3 separate regions of the Mus musculus genome follow, and regions 2 and 3 are each linked to region 1. A link is a contact called in public Hi-C data. All regions are on one chromosome and are shown on one strand. Each heading gives the region's core, a stretch centred on a gene start, on an enhancer-like site or on the middle of the called end of the contact. The rest is flanking DNA. Distances are from core to core; before and after follow the strand shown.

The links. Hi-C and Micro-C count contacts between places; a contact is called where the count stands out from the background.
Region 2: a Hi-C map of cerebellum shows a contact between it and region 1, with 2.9 times the contacts expected there. The contact joins two enhancer-like sites. A contact is called at or near these places in 12 of 484 Hi-C or Micro-C datasets (the Patski cell line, cerebellar granule neurons, cerebellum and 6 more) and 3 of 115 datasets of contacts at active chromatin or transcription factors (astrocytes, heart atrium and neural progenitor cells).
Region 3: a Hi-C map of cerebellar granule neurons shows a contact between it and region 1, with 2.1 times the contacts expected there. The contact joins two enhancer-like sites. A contact is called at or near these places in 2 of 484 Hi-C or Micro-C datasets (cerebellar granule neurons and cerebellum).

What each region holds. Positions count from the first base shown.
Region 1 is chr4:81,936,138-81,938,837 of GRCm38.p6, forward strand. It overlaps Gm46886 (a long non-coding RNA gene), which reads left to right. Exons shown (of 2, transcript XR_001784536.1): 2 at 1-11. Among named protein-coding and RNA genes, the nearest start is that of Gm46886, 3.3 kb to the left of the region's middle. Within about 2 kb of position 1,419, at least 9 of the 459 cell types and tissues checked have an H3K27ac peak or open chromatin away from gene starts, as enhancers often do. A contact at or near this core is called in cerebellar granule neurons and cerebellum, where this site is marked.
Region 2 is chr4:81,566,870-81,569,569 of GRCm38.p6, forward strand. No RefSeq gene overlaps it. Among named protein-coding and RNA genes, the nearest start is that of Mpdz, 130 kb to the left of the region's middle. Within about 2 kb of position 1,277, at least 35 of the 459 cell types and tissues checked have an H3K27ac peak or open chromatin away from gene starts, as enhancers often do. A contact at or near this core is called in cerebellar granule neurons and cerebellum, where this site is marked.
Region 3 is chr4:82,403,453-82,406,152 of GRCm38.p6, forward strand. The region is part of intron 2 of Nfib (nuclear factor I/B); the gene reads right to left. Among named protein-coding and RNA genes, the nearest start is that of Nfib, 100 kb to the right of the region's middle. Within about 2 kb of position 1,394, at least 82 of the 459 cell types and tissues checked have an H3K27ac peak or open chromatin away from gene starts, as enhancers often do. A contact at or near this core is called in cerebellar granule neurons and cerebellum, where this site is marked.

The DNA of each region.
Region 1 (2,700 bases), core at 169-2,668:
TTGTCACATGATAACCTACATGAGCATCTTCTGAAATAGCCTAGGACTTTATCTTCACCCACCCTCTGATATATCAAGCTATCTGAAAATAGCGTTTCTGAATGACTTAGATTGAGTACCTCTTGCCTTTAGAGATTCAACCCACAAGTTTCGTACTCTTTCCTTTTGTTTTAACATTGTTTCTGAATTTCATTCCTTCAATTTCAAACTAATGGGGGGGGGGGTAAATTATATACATTTATGCTATATATAACATATATAATATATATTGTTTGAATAAAATGAGTATTTTCCACCATTGCTATACCAAAAGGAAGCACTGTTTTGTCATAACTTATAGCTATTGAATTTTTGAAGATTATGCTCAGATTTTATTCTTTGTCATCTTTGCCGCTTCTAGCACCAGAATTCAGGGTACAGACACAGAGTGTGTGTATTCTCCTTAGTGTGTATTCTCAGTACTCTTTCTTCAGCCCCAATGTTCAATATGTTATAAAGAGCTTTGATCACAAATGTTTGCAGACTAAGAGATAAAATTCTGGGGTAGGAGAAAAGAGGGGTCGTATCTTGGGTTTCTCGATAACTGTATGTTTAGGGGCAGCTTATAAAAGTTGCCTGGTTTTGTTTTGTTTTGACTAGAGATGGAGAATACCTACCTGTAAATTCTCAAGGCCAGTGGGTAAAAGCAAGCATTTGCATGAAGTGGTGAATCTGGTAACTGGCATATAGCAAGTATTGTAAAATTAGAAGTTTTCTTAATGATTTGGTTAATAATTCTAAACATTTGGAGAAGAGAAACAATTCACTATATTTTCTAACTTCAATTTTTTGTAAGCTAGCAGTCTAACAATAATAGCTTTGTGTCTTTACTATAAGATTCTTGTTTGTATTTGTAATTGTCTCACAAATATAGTTTTCTGTTCATTTACTTGTTTTGTATTTTTAAGACAGGTACTTGCTATGTATTCCTTGATGTATGAGAAGTCACGATCCTTTTAATTCATTCTCCAGAGTGCTGGGAATTCTTGTATTCAGCATGACAACCAGCCTAATGAGAATGATTTTCAAGTCCCTTCTTACCTTCATTCTTTGAATTGAGCCAGCATCCATATTGTATTTTCAAAGGAATGGCACTTACTGCTTGACACTACTGCTGGACTCTAAAATAAGAGCCAACCAGAATTTAGGACTGAGTGAGCAAAGGGCTCTGCAAAGCTCCAACTGGTTTGTGTAGCAAAGAGCAGGCAGGCAGGACTCCTTCTCCTTCACCTCACACAAGGGAAGGATTGATCCTTCTCTTCCTCTTCATCCCCCACATCCTAAACAGATTTCCTGAAAGACCTTCTGGTTACGTTCTCATCCCCTTGGCAAGGCAACTTGTACGCTGAGCCAGTCAGCTGTCTCATTGAGATTCACTGCCAGGTGGACAGCTTTGATGGCAAGGAGGTGGCGTTCCGCCCAGTTAAGCAGCTTTCAAGCCTCAAGCCATAAAGATGAGCTCCTGGCCCTTCTTCCTCCAGGAGGATGCTGCAGACATATTGCCTGCCCTTGGAAGTACGGCTTTCCTGTGGTGCAAATTATTGAGCTGTGCAGAACACCTTACTTATTGCTCTCTCCTCAGAGCACTGGAGACACAGACCTTGTCCAGTTTCTTGTGTCAGCTTTTCTTTGCTAGTGCTGTTCAAGTAATTAGCTAGAGTTGGAAGCAAGAATTAAGTTGGAGGAATTTAATCTCAGTTGATGCTGCTCTTTATATCCACCAGGAAAAAAAAAAGAGTGCTATAAAACATGAAGGAAGTGAAGGAGCTCATGTTTCTGAGTATTTCTTTTATAATGGGCCTTGCATTTTCAACCAAACACACCAACAGCTGTCCTGTGGTGAGGAAACATGTTATGTGCTCTTGCCCATTTTATAGACAGGAATACTAAGAACAACAAAAAAGATTTAAAGAAGACATTTAAAAACCAACAGAATTTTACATTTTTTTAAACCACATATGTAATATATGCTAATTTTAAATGGAAAATAGTTAAAAAGAAGTAAGATAGTCCATTAAATTAAGAATTAGAAAGAAGCACACTGGAGGAGTCCTGAGTTGCTGGCTCATGTGCAAGGAACAGAAAGGTGAGAATTTTCCCCCAGAAACCTTGTTTGGAAGTGGTCTCTTGTGTTTGCACCAACTCACTCCTTCTCGGAGGAGATAGAGAGAGATACAACCTCGCTCTATGCAAGGGATGACCATTTTCCTGAAACCTTAGGCCTCAAAAGAATGTGTAAGAGTTTTCCAGCAATCCATAACCATTTGGAAAATTCAAAGGCAGAAATGAGCCATCCATGGTTGTCTAGCAAGAGAAACAGGAAAGACTTCTTGCTCATGGGAGCCATCAGCCAACCTAGCGATGCCCAGATGAGGGCTGCAAGAATATTTCCTGTAAGGACACTGAGGGAAGGAAGTTGAGACCATTTGATTTCTCCCTAACAAGGCATTTCTTATGGGAGTGTGGGGCCTCTGGACAAGCTATGTGGAGGACCACAGGAAAACCTATGAGGCAGCATCTGGAGCAAAGAGAACTGTCATAGGTAGCTATTGTGTTTCGACCTTGGCAACTAAACACCAGAGTGAGACAGAAAGGCACGGAGCTTGGGGAATGTGCTCAAAGTGAACTACATGTACTTGTATGAAAATTACTGAATGCCAT
Region 2 (2,700 bases), core at 27-2,526, 370 kb before region 1:
TGTCAAATTAGAGTTTGTTTGGAAAAGAGGTTACAGAGAGCCTGTGCAAATGTCGCTTGCACGGAACATTGATCGAGTAAGAGTTCTGCACAAATTCAACCGCCACTTGCTATAAACAAATTTGCCCCTCCCTAGTTTGACTCCTATTCACCAAGACTGAATCAAAATATTAGAACCTCTAATGAAGTAATAAATAAAATTCAAGACAGGCTAGTAAAAGGTTGGTGGAACTTCTCTGACAGCCATCTTTTCCACGTTTTTAGAGAATTTCATTTTATTACCTATGCTAGTTGGGGAGGAGTGCGTCCTTATAAAATGAAAGTAGTCCAGTGTCTGCAAAAGAACCAAATGATAAGAGGCACAACGGAGGAAGCCAGCATAGAGGATTTCCCTCCCTGCATCTCTCTCCGTAGAGAAGGGAGGCCATGGGATGCTAATGACTTCTGTTGTTGGAGATGGGCAAGTCTGTTTTACCCCAAGCTCCACCAAGAAAGAACTGCCTACTACAGATTGGATGGAGCTTAGAAAGAACTCCAGGGTGTACTCCGGATATTTGTTCTCTTCATCCCTGTCACTTCCCGTAGTGTCTAAGGTGTAGTAGCATTGTGTACTACTAAATATCAGAGATAGGTAGCAGGCAAGAGACAAAGGGAACTCTTTACAAACACAAGCCAGCTTAGAAGGGCTGTCTTTACTATGGGATGAAACTCCTGGTGGCAATCTATTTCTTTACTTTTTTTTTCCTTTTGGGAAAAAAAAAAAAGAGGCCTCTGCTTTATGTAGGACCTTTGCACATCCATCAACCTATTAAGCAACTAAATAAAGCAGTATATGAACAATAAATCATTTTGAATTTCATGCATGCACAAACCTTTTGATACCAAATTGACAAGAGAAACTTGGGTCTGGAGGAGGCTACAGACACTCCTCCAACAGTGTTGCATGTAAGATTAGGAGTTGTTCTCCACTCCTGTCAACTGCTCATTCTGGGTTCCAAATCTCGGGGCTTCTCTTTCCTCTGGTGATGGTGGAGACTAGGATGCTCAGCATGGAATTGTGTGTGTGTGTGTGTGTGTGTGTGTGTGTGTGTAAGAGCCTGCTAGCACATGTGTGGTTGAGGGGGTGGGGGAGCACGCTGTTCAGGATAAACCCACCACACATTTCTGCCATCACAGACGGTGGGCAAACAGCTGTCTGCACAGCTGAGACCACTGGAGCTGCCTGCCCTGCTCCAGTAACTCGTGAGCACATGGCTGGTCCCTGGATGGCACCATGCCCTGTGCAGCAGAGAGGCCCCAGCTTTCCCGAGGCTGAGCAGGCGGGGACTTTGCCACCAGACACAATAAGCATGTGAAATCAGGTCTCATGAATAATTCATCCTTAGTGTCCTATGAAACAAAGAAATGGTATGTTTGCTGGGAGATAACCATGTTCTGGCATTTGTAAATCTTTCTGGATTTGGAGTTGATCATGTTTCTGGTGTTGGAGAAATGTTTTGTTTTGTTGTGTTTTTAAATTTTTTGAACACACACACACACACACACAAAAAAAGTTGGAAATTCAACATAGTAATTTTACAGTGGAGGTCTTCCATGACATATTGAATGGTTTATACGAGTTTGGCTCATGATTTAGGAATCTGAAAAAGTAAAAAAAAATCTCATTTGGTGAAAAGGGATGTTAAAATCGGTTTGCTGCCATAGACTCCAGCAGGACAGAGAGTTCCCAAGATTCTTTCTTTCCGACAAGGCAAGCAGCCCACTCTGCTGGTACATGCTTCATTGCTGTGAGCTGAAAAAGCTGCTGGGCCCCCAGCATCTCACAGCATTGCAGGGAGAACAGATCTCTCGGTTTCGCCATCAATGTACAAAAACATACTTTGGTGAACCGAACTCCAAATTGTAGTGACACTCATATGCTCACCAGTTTAACACCAGTTAAATTAGTAATAAAAAAATAACCCTTCAAGAAAGAGAAGCTACTCTATTCCTTACTGTAGGTGGACTCAATGCAACGGACCTACAGACACTGGGTAGAGCACATTCATTTGCCTAACGGATGCTTCTAGAGGGTTATGTGAATTAGCTGGGTTCCTGAGCTTATTGTAACTGCTATTTATAATTAGAATCTGAGCATCCGTTTCACTAAGTTTTTAATATCCTCAAGAAAAATAAGCCTGAAGAGTTACTCATCTTGGAAATGACAACCTGGTAAAGCAAATCCCAGTCCTGTTCTCTCACTCCACCAGGCATGATCTCATCTATTTCTGCTGTTCACGTGAGCTCTCTCCACACACCTTCTTGCTTTTCTTTCTTCTTGTGAGTTCACGAGTTCCTTGCATCTCTCCAGCTTTCGGGTTCCCTATAAACCCGAACACAAGTTCTTCTGTGTCACTGACCTCACACAATCTCTTCAGTTTGATAGAGAATGTCAGAGAGAGACCACACGGATTTGGCAGAATGAATGTAAAGAGAAGCAGAAATGGGATAAGGTTCTACCAGTTATGGGCTGGAGTGAAAATACAAATCCTTTTCGCTTTAGGGTGACAAGGTTGGAAGATGAGGTATGATTTGGCAGGTGGTATAACTCCTGGTGGATAAAAGTATATGAGCACCTCGAGATGCACCGTGTGAGTGTGTGTGTGTGTGTGTGTGTGTGTGTGTGTGTGTGTGTGTGTGTGAGAGAGAGAGAGAGAGAGAG
Region 3 (2,700 bases), core at 144-2,643, 470 kb after region 1:
ATCTAAAGAACAGAAAAAAATTAAAAAGAAAAAGATCATAACCAAGACAAAGTTTCCAAGCAGTAATACAGGAAATCATACATTTTAAAATCTGTTTTAAAAGAACATGCATTGGTATGTATGGCATGAGTATGTATGTATGCACGGCTTTCCCTAATTTTGGAGAACTGTATAAGCAAATCACTGCAAAGACACCTCGTTGACTATGATGTCATATTCCTTATTTGGAGGGGGTCTTTTTTTACAAAGTCAATTAATTCTAAATTTAGCTGGAAAACCCCCCATGACCTCTACAATTTTTTTAGGTTAGCTAAAAAAGATCTATTGACTGTCTTTGTGAGCAGAACAGTTGAACGCTACTCTAGATAGAAAATTATTTCTTTCAGTCTATAAGAATAATTATCACGGCGATCACACAATTATTATAATTATATCTGTAAGAACTGTTATCGGGAATTTGTCTCTGAAGCCGTCTCATGCATTGCAGGGGACATTTACCCTGTTTAATGATCACCAACACGAGTGTCTTTATGCAGCTACATAAGCGATTTTACCTCTTTCTATTAATATCTTCTTGCATGCTTTGGGAGCCAAAGGAGACAGCCCCCACATTTTTCCCCCAAAGCAATTCTTTGAGTCAAGCCAGGACTGTGGCATTTTCGAGACAGAAAGCTACACTTCCCCTTCATGGCAACCTAACATCCACAGTGTGCTTTCCTAAATGGATGGACAGCGCCCCCCCCCCAAGCCCCTCAAATCTGTGTTTCATAAACTGTACTCTAAGAGAAGTAGCAATAAAGTTTATTACAGAGCTAAAGTATCTGCATAAACCCGGTTAATTGAAAAGTGGGTGGAGAAGGCTGCCAAATTAAATGTTTACATTAGCACAGCTGTATTGTAAAAACATTCTGCCCCCTGTGCTTTGTAATTATAAGATATTTCTGGACTGTGTATCTCTACAAAGTTTATCTCCACTGCCAAGAGTGTCTTGGCACGGAGTGGCTGCAGCTCTTGGCAGCCAGGGCTCTGCGCGGGCAGATCTAAAATGGCTGCCAAGCGGCCTCCTGAAATGTCGCCGGCCTGTGCCTGGCCAGGGCAAAGGCCACTGCGGCTGGGCAGGGATGCAGACTGTCACAGAGCCCAAGGGCATTTCCCACACGGATAAGAGATGGTACCACAACGTACTGTTTTGTTTTGCTCCCTAAAGCTGCTTGAGAAACCACAAAGCATTATTTGAAGGCTACAAGTTAGAAACGCGAACACAGGGATCTGGTTCCAAATTCCATCCCTGTCACAGGTGAACCCTCAATGCCTTCCGCTAATTAAAGCAGCTCATTTAGATCTGTGTGAGAAGGTAAAATGAAATCCTCTTGATCACACTTTACTGTGGAAGCCCATGCACGGGCCAGTTGCCATTTGCAGTGGTGAAATGTGCCTGTACTCTGAGCCCCAACCCAGTATTCGTGTTTAGAAAACGCAGGCAAGATCAATTGGCTTCTCTTTTAGAGGCTGTGGTCCTTTTATATCATTCAAATAACATTGTAAAGAATCCCCCCCTTTTTTTTTTTTGCTTTTCTCCAGCAAACACCTTGAATTTGAGGAACTGTCTATATTACAAATCCCACCTAATTGAGAAAAGTGAAATAAAACCCAGAATCCTTTCATCTCTGCAAGGCACAGGAGCTGACTAAGGGGGCAGTGAGAAAGGGGGGAGGGACAAAGGCAAGAAGGAAAGGAATGAGGAAATGAAGGAAGAAGCAGGAAGTAGAGGGGGGCTGTGTGAAACTAAGATGCATTGATTTCTTCATGCTAGGAATATATAAAAAAAAATTGTAAAGGACAAATAAAGGAACTAGCCCCAGAAAAAATGTCTACTGTCTCTACCTCTGTCTCTGCACACCACCCCTCCCCTCTCAAAACTGAAATCCAGCTAAAATGCTGTGTGCCCAGATGTCAAATGTTGCAATAATGAGACCATTGGGCTTTTCTTTTAGGGAGTTCCACAAGTTTAAGCTCGGGCTGTGAGACACCTTAGGCCCCATGTGCTATCCTGTAATCATTGGCAGTGATGAGGTAGCTTCGGTTGAATCCAGCAACCACCTGTGCTGCCAGAATTCAGAGGTAAAGGATGAGTTCCATGGAGCTGACAGAGTGGTGGCACTCATTCCATTTATTGTGATTTGTCACTATGTATCCTGCGTTTCTACCTTTAACTATATGGCCCCACACTGCTTTCCTTTCCATCCCCATTGTAATGGGGGAAGGCCTAGCATCTCTCTAATGCAATACTGCGTATGTACACACGTCCATGCATGTGTGCTCATCTGAGCACCAACGTGTGCAGGCCAGAGACAGGCATCAGGTGTCTTCCTCGATAGCTTTTCATCTCAGTCTGGGGAGGCAGGGTCTCTCACTGATGCAGGAACTTTCCTCTACGGCTACACTGGCTCTCCTACAAGCCTTGAAGATCCTCCTTGAGTCTGCCTTCTGGCATTGTGATGACAGGTGCGAGCCATGCCCAGCTTGGAGCTGGATGCTTAGGATCCAAACCAAGGTCACAACGCAATCAGCTTTACTCACTGAGACTTCCTGAGCCCTTTCCAAGGGTGCATTATGCGTACTCTTTGTTCTCCAGCATTCCCCTAAAATTTCTTAAGATTTGTTTATTTCATGTACATGAGTGTTTTGTCTATATGCATG